Linked DNA regions of Mus musculus: region 1 is linked to region 2. Evidence: chromatin contacts called from public ChIA-PET data. All regions are on one chromosome and are shown on one strand. The core of a region is the stretch at or near the end of the contact, and the rest is flanking DNA. Distances in the headings are between cores, read along the strand shown.

What was found. ChIA-PET counts read pairs in DNA pulled down with a chosen protein or histone mark.
Region 1: an RNA polymerase II ChIA-PET map of effector CD8 T cells shows a contact between it and region 2, with 10 read pairs. The contact joins two enhancer-like sites. A contact is called at or near these places in 1 of 15 datasets of contacts at CTCF or cohesin (large pre-B cells), 11 of 484 Hi-C or Micro-C datasets (the HPC-7 cell line, the N1E-115 cell line, bone marrow-derived dendritic cells and 8 more), 5 of 115 datasets of contacts at active chromatin or transcription factors (bone marrow-derived macrophages, effector CD8 T cells, microglia and 2 more) and 3 of 9 other capture datasets (adipose tissue, liver and pancreatic islet).

The regions. Positions count from the first base shown.
Region 1 is chr8:46,779,373-46,785,955 of GRCm38.p6, forward strand. All of the region lies in intron 1 of Irf2 (interferon regulatory factor 2), which reads left to right. Among named protein-coding and RNA genes, the nearest start is that of Gm31172, 7.9 kb to the left of the region's middle. Within about 2 kb of position 2,724, at least 9 of the 459 cell types and tissues checked have an H3K27ac peak or open chromatin away from gene starts, as enhancers often do. A contact at or near this core is called in effector CD8 T cells and natural killer cells, where this site is marked.
Region 2 is chr8:46,683,820-46,689,894 of GRCm38.p6, forward strand. No RefSeq gene overlaps it. Among named protein-coding and RNA genes, the nearest start is that of Gm31111, 7.9 kb to the left of the region's middle. Within about 2 kb of position 2,927, at least 439 of the 459 cell types and tissues checked have an H3K27ac peak or open chromatin away from gene starts, as enhancers often do. A contact at or near this core is called in effector CD8 T cells and natural killer cells, where this site is marked.

The sequences.
Region 1 (6,583 bases), core at 1,474-3,973, 95 kb after region 2:
TAGGTGTAATGTGTAATACTGTGGTCATATGTATTTACACATATAGCAACCTCAACGCAGGCTTCCGGCTCCAGAGAACCTTTGTCTTGATGGATTAAAGCATAGAAAAATGAAGCAGACACTGGAAGGCAGTGTGATTATATGTTAAATAATTGTTAGAGGTTGTGTTACGAGTTCACAAGGGGATTTTTGAGTCCTATGTTGTAGGGTAGACATTGTAGAAGAGATAGCATTGGAAAATATGCAGAGGGTTGGTTGACTATTTCGTGACTGGACCTTTCTTAGTGCTCCAGCCTCATGCATCTAATTGACCCTCCAACATTGTTTGGACTGTCCCAAGGAGATCTCAAACAATAGGTCAGAAGTCAACCTTGGCATGTCCTCAGACCACATTGGGTTGCAGCAGCTGAACGCCAATGGCTCCCACCTCATCGGAAAACAGAGGAAAGGAGGTCACATTAGTGCACAGATGTTTGAAGAGTTTGAAGGAGAGTTAGAAAGTTAGAAGGAAGAGCCCGTCGGTGTCTGTATTCTCCACGAAGCCACCTTCACGATCATCTGCTGCCATTAAAGATGGGGTGAGTCCATGAAGCTCGAAGGAGGCAAAGGCCGAAAGGGCTTTTGGGAGAACTGAGAGGAGGCACTGGCAAGGAAAGCAGCAGAGACCCGAGGATCGGTGGAGGCGGAGTCACGGACCCGGCCTATCATGACGTTTTGCAGCAAGAGCGAATGAGGCAGGTTGGTGAGATCCATTCGTAGTGAGGAAATGGAGCTACTGTGTTGGGATGTACATGGGGCCAAAGCACATTCCAGGGAGCGGAAGCAAGAGAGCCAGGTCGAGACACAGAAAAGCACCTGGGGAAGCTGTACTCAGTGGGCAGAGCTGCCCAGGAAACTAAAATGATTCTGGAGAATTTTGGAGACCTAGGAAGGACCTTTCTTTGTAGGTCATGGCAGGAGGTCTGGACTTTTTAGAAAGATATCAGATGGAAAGCTCTGAACACGGGCATGGCCACTGCAGACTTGTTTCTGAAATTGCCAAGTAGAATCTGGAAACAGACCGATGTCAGAATCGGCCACTGCAGGACTGATGAAGAAGGTAGTACCGCTAATCGGGCTGCCCTCATGAAGATGGAGAGGGTGTGGTCACAGGGCAGCCCGGTGGAAGCAGATGGCTAAGCGTGGCAGTAGGTGGGAGGGTGAGGGAAGTGGCAATGAGTGACGTCAAGTACAACGGGGCCAATCAAACTTTAAGAGGTCTAGCGGTTTTCTGATTAGTGTACTTAATCTGGACTCCTTAGCACTTGTCTCGGAGCTGCTCCTGAAACCCAATGGGGCCTCTGAGCACAACACAGGGGCAAGAGCATTGCAAGTTGCATACATTGGCGAGGCTTACCCTGGAGCAGAAGAACCATTCTTGTGAGGCTGTAATGAGAACCGCTTTCTGGGATGACTGTGTCACCTGTCATACCCCAAACTGGCGATATGTTAGTGTCTTTTGAGCATACATATGGAGACCCTAAGGCAGTTTTGCTGTGTGTTTATGGTGGTCACACAACACTACACATTATGATCAGAGGCTAAGTCAAACTGCGTTAGGTACCACGGTAGTCTGTGCCCAGAGACAATTTCGTTTTTTTGTAAAATTGCTATGGTAGTATATAATATCTCCCAAAAGGACCCAGAACTCACCTAATCAGAAAATTCTGTGTAGAAAGCAGGTACACTAAACTCTAATTTGTGTGATTCTCGGCGTGGGAAGCCTGCTTTGTGATAAAGGCATTTTGGAATTTTAATTTCATGTGCATTTGTTTCGCATTAGTCATGAACTTCATTCACCAGTAGCCTCCTCCTGTCCCATGACTCATTCGGAGATGTTTGTCAGCCATCAGGGATGCGGAAGGCCATTAGATTAATGGGCACTAAGTGGCAGTGGTTCCCCCCACTTAGTGGCATATCGAAATTACTCTAAGATAATGAAAGTGAATCCTGTTCCCTGCCCTGGAGAGTCTTATTAGGCTGGGGTTAGGGAATTTTCCTTCAAAGTTCTCCAGGTGATAACATTGCACAATATTGTTTTAGAGACTGGGAGAGATTCAAACCAGAAAAGGTGGCTGTGGCTTGTGCTGCCTCTGCCTCTGCCTCTCTGCCTCTGCCTCTGCCTCTCTGCCTCTGCCTCTCTGCCTCTCTGCCTCTCTGCCTCTCTGCCTCTGCCTCTGCCTCTGCCTCTCTGCCTCTGCCTCTCTGCCTCTGCCTCTCTGCCTCTGCCTCTCTGCCTCTGCCTCTGCCTCTGCCTCTCTGTGAGTGTGTGTATGAGTGTACTCGCATGCAAGGTGTGGGTAAGTGTGCACCAGTGTGTATGTGCATGTGGAGACCAGAGTTTGCCCCTGGCTTTCTTCCTTATCTGCTTTATCTTTGAGATAGAATCTTTCACTGAACTTAGAGCTGGTTCACCTAGACTGGCTGGCCCACTAATCCTAGGAATCCTCCTGTCTCTGTCTCCCCGGTGTGGGGGCTACAGAGGAGTTATAATGTCTGGCTTTTCACACAGATGCTGGGGACTGGGTCCTCATACTGTTTTGGTAAGCACTGTACTTGATCAAGCTTGAAACATGGTCTTTGTATTTATTTTCTGTGCATTTGTGTGTGCCGGAGGGTATGTATGTACACCACGTGTGTGCAGTGCCTGCAGAGGCCAAAGGGGGACATAGATCTCCTGGAACTAGAGTTATAGATGGCTGTTACACACTGCTCGTTGCGGCTCTTCACTTCCAAGCCATTTCTCCAGCCCCCCTGGAGTGTATTCTTTGATGGAACTGACATATATCTTTAAAAAGTTTTATAAAACAGCAAATCAGAAAACGAAGATGAAGTTTAACAAAACTTTGAAAGGATCAGCACTCTATTGGTTTAGATAGCAATAGCCATTTTTTTCTATGTCCATCCAAATGTCAAACCATCTTTCTGTTTTCATGACTGGCAGTGTTGACTTACTTCGTCAGGCTTCCACCAGAATATGTGGAGTGATGTGTACAAATGCCACAGAGACACAGGAAACAGCCAAATGTGAAATCTAACACCTCCTCCTCAACACATCACGGCGTATTGTCTTAGCTCTGAAGGTGATATCCCTGTGCATGCAAATGTCAGCAAGCTCTTGTACATCTATCTCTTAGTAGCTTACAGGTTACTAAGGATGCATATATTTATTTATTTTTGTCTTCTTTTATCCCTTATACTTGCCAATATCCTCTTTCCCTACCTGCCTACACACGTACGTACGTACGTACACACACACACACACACACACACACACACACACACACACACACTGTTAAAGGGTCAGGTCAGCCTAAATGCAATTCTCTTTAAACCTTATCAGCCACAGTATTAGTATCAACGATGCTACAGCACCATATATGATGAGGTCTGAAATAGGAGGAAGTTCCTTGCAATTATGTCGACTCTATTTGTAGCACCTTCTTATATTTTCTATTCTATACTCCAGTCCATTAAAATTAAATTAAACTTGCTGATCATAAACCAAGAATGCCAATCTTTTTTTCTTCTTCTTCTTCTTTTGGTTTTCCAGGACAGGGTTTCTCTGTGTAGCCCTGACTGTCCTGGAACTCACTTTGTAGACCAGGCTGGCCTCGAACTCAGAAATTTGCCTGTCTCTGCCTCCCGAGTGCTGGGATTAAAGGCGTGTGCCACCACTGCCCGGCGAGAATACCAATCTTAATTAAAAAAAAAAAACCAAACAAACAATAACAAAACCCCCAAACACATTGCACAGTGCCTTAGCAAGCTTTTACCAGCGGTTTGAGAAACACTGGGTTTTGCTGTGGCCCTTGGAGGCAGAAAGGTTTGGATTGGATCTTGAGCCTTGCCGCTCCTCTGAGGTCAGGCTAAGTAAGTGGCTCCATTTCTTCCAGTACAAGATGGAGATGAGACGCTCTGCCCGGGTGGCTTGTTGGGAGGCTAAATGACGCTATGCACGGGAAGCTCTGAGCTCCTCGTAAGCTCCGGAATGAATGTGGTATTGGAAACCATGGTGGCTGTCGTTCTCAGCTCCGCTTCTCCCCGTCTCTGTGCTTCTGCATGGACGTCCTTACACACATCAGTCAGGGTGAGGAGTCTAGAATATTCTATAAGAAGTGAATGTGGATTAGGGGGAGAATTATTGAGTGCTAACCAAGAATTACTACTGGAAGTTTCTGTTACAGTCCTTGAACTTTATAATAATTTCCCCCTTTCTGTTTTCAGGGGGAGCATCGCCCCTCTTTCCTAGTCTTCCTTTCCCCTCACCCCCATACCTCCTCCCTTTTGGCTTTTTATTTTTAACTTATTTATCTCATCTTTTGGGATGGGTTTCCTTTTTTCCTTTTTTTTTTTTTAGCTATTTTTACTCATCTCTAAAATGGAAATAACAATATCTGATGGCTAAGGCGGTTGTGTGTGCTACTACTGAAGATTGGTGTTAAATACCTAGGATTTGTTTCTGAAGTGGTGGGTGACTCCGGAGCATCATCTGTGATGCTGCCTGAGGCGGTTCCTCTGTCCTCATCAGCACCACAGCCCTGCTTTGACCCTCTTTTATCTCACCCTGCTTGTCTGTTGAACTCTCTTTGGCCAGGCATTTCCTCTGCTCCAATCTGCTCTTCCTCTGACATAAATGCTTTCCTTGGAAATCCAATTAATAGTGATTTATGGATTCCTTATGAACTAGTTAACTTAGTTGGCAATTAAGTACAGACTGCTCTCTGGTCTCCACTGCATCATTTTATTATGATAATTACAGAATTATTAGTTAGCGTTATATGATTTATGTCTCACATCCTCAGCGAACTTATGAGTTCCCTGAGGGTAGCAACCATAGCTTACATATCTCCAAGTACACCTACCCCCACTACAGCAATTAGCACAGGCAGATCCCTGTAATCCTGTGTGTTAAGAGCTATCTGTTGAGGGTAACTGGGGACCCAGACAGCATGTGCCTGAAGACAAGAGTGTCCAGTGGGCTGGGGACATGGCTGTGTGACATGGTAAGTGGCAAGAACACGCAGAAGCACTCGATGATGAAGGTGCAGAAGAGCCCGGGTGTGGCATGACCACTGTCAGCTTCTAGGACAGAGATTCAAACCCAGCTTTGTCCTGAGTGATTTAGTTTGCATCTTTCTTTCATTGTGTCTCACTTGTGCACCTGTCTAATATGACTCCTACTAAACTGTGTATAGAAAATTCTGGAAGGTTAATAGTTGAGGGACTTCAATTTTTATCTCTCTCTGTCTCTGTCTCTGTCTCTGCCTCTCTCAACTCTCCTGCCTTGGCTTCCTGAGTGCTGGGGTTATAGGGTACCCCACCATGTTTAGGCTATGGTGGGAATCTGTAAGTATTTCTCCAAGTAAAAAAATGACTTGATTTCATCTTTACTCTTGAATGAAATATTGTCTGAACATAAAAATCCACAAGGTGGTCTTTTTCCTTTAATGCTTTTTCTTTAAAATTATTTTTGACATCGTGTGCGTGCATGCGTGTTTGTGCACATATGCAGCCACAGTGCAGTGTGGGGGTCAGAGAACAACTTCTAGGAGTTGGTTCTTTCCTTCCATCGTAGTGTTGTGGGGACTGAACTCAAGTCATCTGGTTTGCTGGCTTGGGCCTTTGTCTGCTAAATTATGCTGGCCCAGGACTTCTTTCAAAGGTCTTCTGGCTTCCATTGTTTCTGTGGAGTACTGAATTTGAGCTTAAAGGTTTGGGATATTTTGCTGTTGGCTTTGTTTTTTCAAAGGTAACATGTCTTTTGCCCTCTGTTTTTTTTCTTTCTCTTTCTCTTTTTTTTTTCTTTTCTTTTCTTTTTTTTTTTTTTCTGTTTTGGGCTTGGGTATGGTTTTTATCTGTGTTTGGCCATTTGTGGTTTTCAGTGACTTTTGATGTGTGATTAGAAAATGTCCCGTTGTGGTCTTCTCAAGAATTTGCCTCACACTTTGTCTTGTCTTTGTAGACTTTCAAATTAGCCACAGTTTAAACCCTGCAGTGTTCCCCTATGGAATCTATGCTCGTCTTACACTGTCTCATCTTTGTGACTTTCAGCCTCACTCTGGAATTTCCTTTGACCTGTTTTCTGGTTCACATATGCCCCCCACCCCCATCCAGGTATCAAAGCTATTTTTAGGCACACCCCATAAGTTCTTAATTTTAATGATATCCATTAATTCTATAATTTAAAATTTTTAATGGTTTATCTGACAAAATTTTTCCACCTTTGCCTTTTGTTTTCCTATAGCTGGTTTTAGAACTACCCAAGGGCTAGGGGGTGGTTCTGGCTTTCAGTCAGAATTTGGGAGGCAGAGACAGGTGGATCTCTGTGAATTTGAGCCCAGTTTGATCTACATAGTGAGACCCTGTCTAAAATAAATGCCTGAAGATGTTTGGTCTGTGTGCATCCATGTACATACCATTATATCTGCTTAAGGCCTGTGTCTGTGGCCTGTGGGTCTGTTTCCACTGATGTTTGTCGCCATTGATCTTTATGTTCCTAATTATAGTTACTGAATGTAGCGACTGCATCAGAAGAACTCCA
Region 2 (6,075 bases), core at 1,677-4,176:
TGGGGATTGTCGCACAAACCACCTAGACTCCGATCTCAGTCAACTAGCAGTGGTTCATTGGCTGATCGACCAGGAACATGACTCAGTCTCAGGGGCTGAACTGTGACCCCGAGTTAAGCCTGAGACCTAAAAATATCTGTGCCAAGTTATTTCACCAATGAAGCTTTAGGGTTGGGGATTTCGTTAGGGACGTGTCTTTGTTGTTCATTTATCCTGCTCCCATTGGTTGGGGTATTCAACTGTGGCAGGGGACTTGCCTTGTCAAATATTCATGTTTTAACTTGTCAACCAGGATGGGACTTGTTTTGTGTAACATTCATCTTTTAACTTGCCAACTGGATGTCAGTTATCCACATACATGTCTCCTTCTGCTGTGTAGCCTGTCAGTTCTCAGGGAGATCTTGGGAACTTGAACTTTACCACTCCTCAAAATGGAAGATTTATTTCAAGTACTTTCTTATATTGGTGCAGATGTTTCTCATATGCTGGGGTCCATCTCAGGGACAGCTTATAAAGGCAAATACCATAAAAGCTTATACACAAGTGCAGAAAGTGCTGCTGGATGCTTAGTTTGTGTCCAAGCTTATGGTAGGTAACTACACAACACAATTCTAATAATTTCTATCACAATTGGTTTTTAAGGGCACAGAACATAACAGAATACGTAATCAACTTGACATTAGAAAGTTTCCTAGTAAAAGCAGAAACATATGAGAACCTTTCCTTAGAATGGTAGGTGAGCCAGGCCAGGTAACAGTTATTTAGGCCTTAGCATTCTACCTGGGCTTCCACATTCCATCCAGGCCTTAATAATTTACCTAGGCCTTAACACTAAAGAAAACCAACTTGGGCACAAAAGGTTTTGTTTGGCTTCCTGGTCTCAGTGAATCATTGAGGGAAGTCAGGACAGAACCAGGGAGGAGTGCAGCTAACTGGCTTGCTCTTCATGGCTTGCTCAGCTTGCCCAGGATCACACAGTAGGGCTGCCTCCGCATTCTGATCACCCATCAATATGATGCCCATCAACCTTGCCTAGAGGACAATCTGATAGAGGCGTACTCTCAATTGAGGTTCCCTGTTCCCAGGTTGACTCAAGGTTGGCTTGTGTTCAGTTGACCAAAGAAACAAAACAAACAAAACAAAACAAAACCCTCAAAATCAAAACAAATAAACAATCAAACAAAAACTAAATAAACAAAAACCTGACCACGTAGTAGATGAAAATCTTCCACCTTAAAAGCTTCAAACTTTAGGCCAGGCCATGGTGACACATGTCTTTAATTCCAGCACTCAGAAGACAGAGGCAGGTATATCTTTGCGAGTTTGAGAACAGCCTGATCTACTTACTGAGTTCCAGATCGCCCAGAACTAAATTAAGAGACCCTGTCACAAAAAGTAATCCCCAAGCTTAGATAACAGATTAGACTTCTGCAGAAAAACAGACCAAAAGGACTCAAAACAAAACAAAACAAAACAAAACAAAACAAAACAAAACAAAAAAAACCTTCAGTAGAAACATTTATAACATTTGACCAAATATCTGGGTCCTGTGAGTCTAGCAAAACTGATACATGAAAAGAACCATGGCATCAACAGGAGACAGAATGATACAAATTGTACATAAACAACTACAGGAACGAAAAGAGGAGGAAGTATCTTCTAACTTATTTTATGGGAATAACATTACCCCGTGTTCAACCTAGGGATGAAAGACCTGTTTGAACTCTGAAAAACCAAGCAATATAACTAAGTGTGTCAATCAACATCAACACTACCAACCACAAAAACAACCCCAAAAGCACACCACCATTTCAAGTAAAAGAATTTGACCAAGCTTAGACGGTAACTTTCAGAACTTTCAGAAACCTAAAAATAGACCAAAAAACAAAAAAACAACAAAAAAACCCCTAGGATATCTGTAAAAGAGATACAATAACAACAGAGAAACAATAACAACAAATCCATAGTCAATACCCAGTCCTCTGGGAAAGACTGAACGGCTCTCTCTTTATATCCGAGGAAGAAGCCAGTAGTGACTGCCCTCATTTCTGTCCCAACTATTGCAACAAGGCAATAAAGTATATAAAACACACATGCTGGAAAAAATAAAAAAGACTATATTTGAAGATGACGAGGTTGTCCATATTAAGAAAAAAATCCTAAAGGATCTATAAAAAATACACAAGAAATAAAGAACAAGTTAAGCAAACTCATAGAGTACAAACATAATATTAACAAATCCTTAATAGTTCAAGTGCTATCAACAATTAGAATTCACGTTGTAAAGAATTTTTTTTCCTGAGTTGTTCCATTAGAAAAAAAGGAGGGAAGAAGAAGAAGGAGGAGGAGGAGGAGGAGGAGGAGGAGGAGGAGGAGGAGGAGGAGGAGGAGGAGGAGGAGAGAAGAAGAAGAAGAAGGAGGAGGAGGAGGAGGAGAAGAAGAAGAAGAAGGAGAAGAAGGAGAGAGAGAGAGAGAGAGAGAGAGAGAATGAATTTAAATTATGTTCAAATAACATGGTAGAAAATATCCGGTGTATAAAATATGTATTCTACATGCTTTGCTTTACATTTGACATAGTCTACCTAAAAGGGATTCTTTATCCTTCCAAATAATGAAATGCATGAAACAGAAATGTAATCTCTTGATCCAAAACTTAATCTTAACATTCTGCTGTTTAAGCTTCCAGATGGTACCTTTTTTAATCTTGATTTTGGCGCGCGCGCGCGCGCGCACACACACACACACACACACACACACACACACACACACACACACACACACACACATTTTCAATAGCAGTCTTATATTTCAAAGAGAGTGGGACTGATGTGGGACTTCTCTCCTTGGAAGGCTTGCCTCCCTGGATTTAACAACCTGTTTGTTGATAGCACAGATGTGGTTTCTCCTCACTGTCCACTTGGGGGCTATCTCAATCTATTTCAGATCCACTAGATAGGGACTGTCTTCCTAAACCGAGTCTTCCTGTCTAGCAGGAACTCATAGATTGTCCCTGTGATATGAAACGAGGCCGTTAGGCCCCAGTACCTGACTTTTTTTTGATACCTTTTAAAGTACATCATTAATGAAAACTAAACTCGCACAGGGTTCTGCACGCCTACCTTGCATTACCACTGCGTCTGCGCGCCACAAGTGTGGACTACATCTCCCAGGATGCATCGTGTCCCCGCCCGCGCAGCCTTACTTCCTGCGAAGGACTTCCGGAGTGTTAGTAACCTTGCTGACTACTGGATTTAGGGTCTTTTTGGGAGGTCACTGGGACTAGCTTGTATTTTTCTGGGAGGAGAGGGGGACAGCAAGCCATAACAGGGCGGCATCTGTCCCGTTTTCTGGTGTGCACAGACCTTGCTTTCTGGGAGAGGCGTTGGCTCCGCCTTCAGGCAGTCCTCTTACAGGTGGTTGGCTGTTGTTCTTGTCATTCAGCCGAGTCCTTGGACTTGTCAGAGATCATCAGTGAGACAGGCCAGCAATCCTGAGTTATAGTGGTTTAGTGACCATTTCTTTTCTTTTCTTTCACCCACCCCCTTTAAACCACGGACATTTTAGTGAAAAATAAAAATACTATAGATAAGTTGTCAGATAATTTATTCTGCAAACGTATGCGTGCTTTCTTTACCAGGTGTTTTTAAGGATTTTGTTAGTGTTGGCCTGGAATCCTTTTTTTCTAATCTTTTAAAACCTATTACTACTAATGTGTCTTGAAGATACTACTTAGGGAAAACTGAAAGTGTGTGTGTGTGTGTGTGTGCGCGCGCGCGCGCGTGTGGTGTAATTTCTAAGGAACTACAATTCCCATCCAGTTCAGATTGAAATGGGCTAAAGGGTGAGTGCGGTGGGCTCAGTGGTAGAGTACTTGCCTAGCATACTTTAAAAAATTCAAAAAAGGTGACTCAAAGTGGGCATACATTTCTTTATAAAAAGACACTGTTGAGGAAATGGGTGGGTCGGGGGCTTAAGATGCATGTCCTAGTTTGTTGATTCTGGAGTCTCTGTGAGTCACTATGCTTCCTCTCCGTACTTGATAGTTTTGTGAAAGCAACTCAAAAGGACACGCTCCTTCTCCATAAACACCCTAAAATTGAGATGCTAATAATGATATGATGATGGTTAAAACAAAAATAATGTGGACTGTGTAATAAGAGGTCAGATTAACTAGAAATGCTAGTTAAGATATAAATGTTGGAGAGATGACTCAGTGGTTAAGAGCACCTGTTGCTCTTGTAGAGGACTGATTGAGGTCCAACTTGTAGCTCCAGCTACAGGAGATCATTATCCTCTGCTGGTCCCTCTGGCCACTGTACTCACTGGCAGAAACCCACACATGATAAAAACATTAAAAAGTTGAAATATTGATGATAGCGAGGTGGTTATCGTGCCTGCCTTTAATCCCAGCAGAGGCAGAGCCAAGCAGATCTCTATGAGTTCAAGGGCAGCCTAGTGTATAGAGTGAGTTCCAGGACAGCCAGCGCTACATAGAGAAACATTGTCACAAAACAAAACATGTTTATCATGATTTAAGGGTGGTGAGTGAAGCTAGAGAATCTAGGAAGGGCCTGAAGATCTTGGAGAAGACAAGTCAGATATCAGTGCCTGTGTGAGTCACATCTGACTCGGTCACAGCTCTCTGTTGGCATCTTAAGGTTTAATACAGTGTGCTTTTGCTTTTATGTCCCTTGTGCTAAGTACTTCACGCATCAGTGGGAATTCCCCACCGAAACAAAGCCAGTAAGAAATATGTATACACACATATCAATATAAATATATATATGTATATGTGTATATGTATATATGTGTATGTATGCATATGTATATATACACACACATACACACACACACACACACACATATATATATATATATATTTATACACATGCATATGTATATTTGGTACATGGCATGCATGTATAGTTGCATATAATATATATGCATATATATAGTAACTTTACATGTACATGTATGATAGTATACATATATAATTGAAAAACATACTAGGTGATTTGTTTCATGGAAGTGTCGTATACAATTGTTGGGACTGGAGGGTCTGAAATCTGTAGGGCAGGCACATGAGCCAGAAACTCTAAGTTAGTGGTTTTCAATGGCCTAATGCTGTGGTTTTTAATGCCCTATTGCTGTGACCCCTTAATTACAGTTCCTCTTGTTATGGTGACCCCCAAACACAAAGTTGTTTCCATTGTTACTTTATAACTGTAATTTTGCTACTGTTATGGATCATAATGGAAATATCTGATATGCAGGATGTGCGACCCTGTGAAAGGGATGTTGGGCTCATGACCCACAGGTTGAGAACTCCTGCTCTAAGGTAAGAGCTGATGTTGGACTCGTGAGGTGGGATTTCTTCTTCTACAGGGAAGCCCTGGCTTAGATTCTGTCATTAAGCCTTTCCACCGATTTCTTGAGTCCTACTCACATGTTTGAGGATTGTCACTACTTAGAGTCAAGATATATAGATATATTTAACCCCCACAGTAATGTTAACTACATCTCCAAAATACCTTAAAGGAAACACCTGCGTTAGTGTTGGATTAGCAAATGGCGCCCTGTAGCCTAGTTGCGACACATAACACTGCTTCCTCTCAGAGCCTTTGCTCTAGTGTTATGCTTTTGCAACCCTCAAAATTGTGTTTTTGTGTAGCTTTGCACTTGGTATCTGTCTTGTCCCTCTACCATTTTCCTCATCCCTTACCTTTGTATCATTGCTGTATTTCTTCTTTCTTCTGTTTATCATCTTTCCCCCTACCTTAGAATTTTACCTCTGTAGGGTAGGGTAATTAATGGATTCTTAGCACATAGGATGTAGAATAGTCAAAAGGTAGAAAGAAGTATTAAGGTGAGAGCTCAGGATGTATTTGATGACCGGATGAAGGGCCAGAGTTCATCATGTGGTACCCTGACTAGCGGAGGAGGAGAGAGATGGAGGAATAGATGGATTGCAAATTGGGGCTCATTGTTTGCTACTGAAGAACTTAAATTAGCATAAATTCATTGGGGGCACAAGTTTGCTTCATTCTCTTTCTTAGCTGTGTGACTGTGACAGGC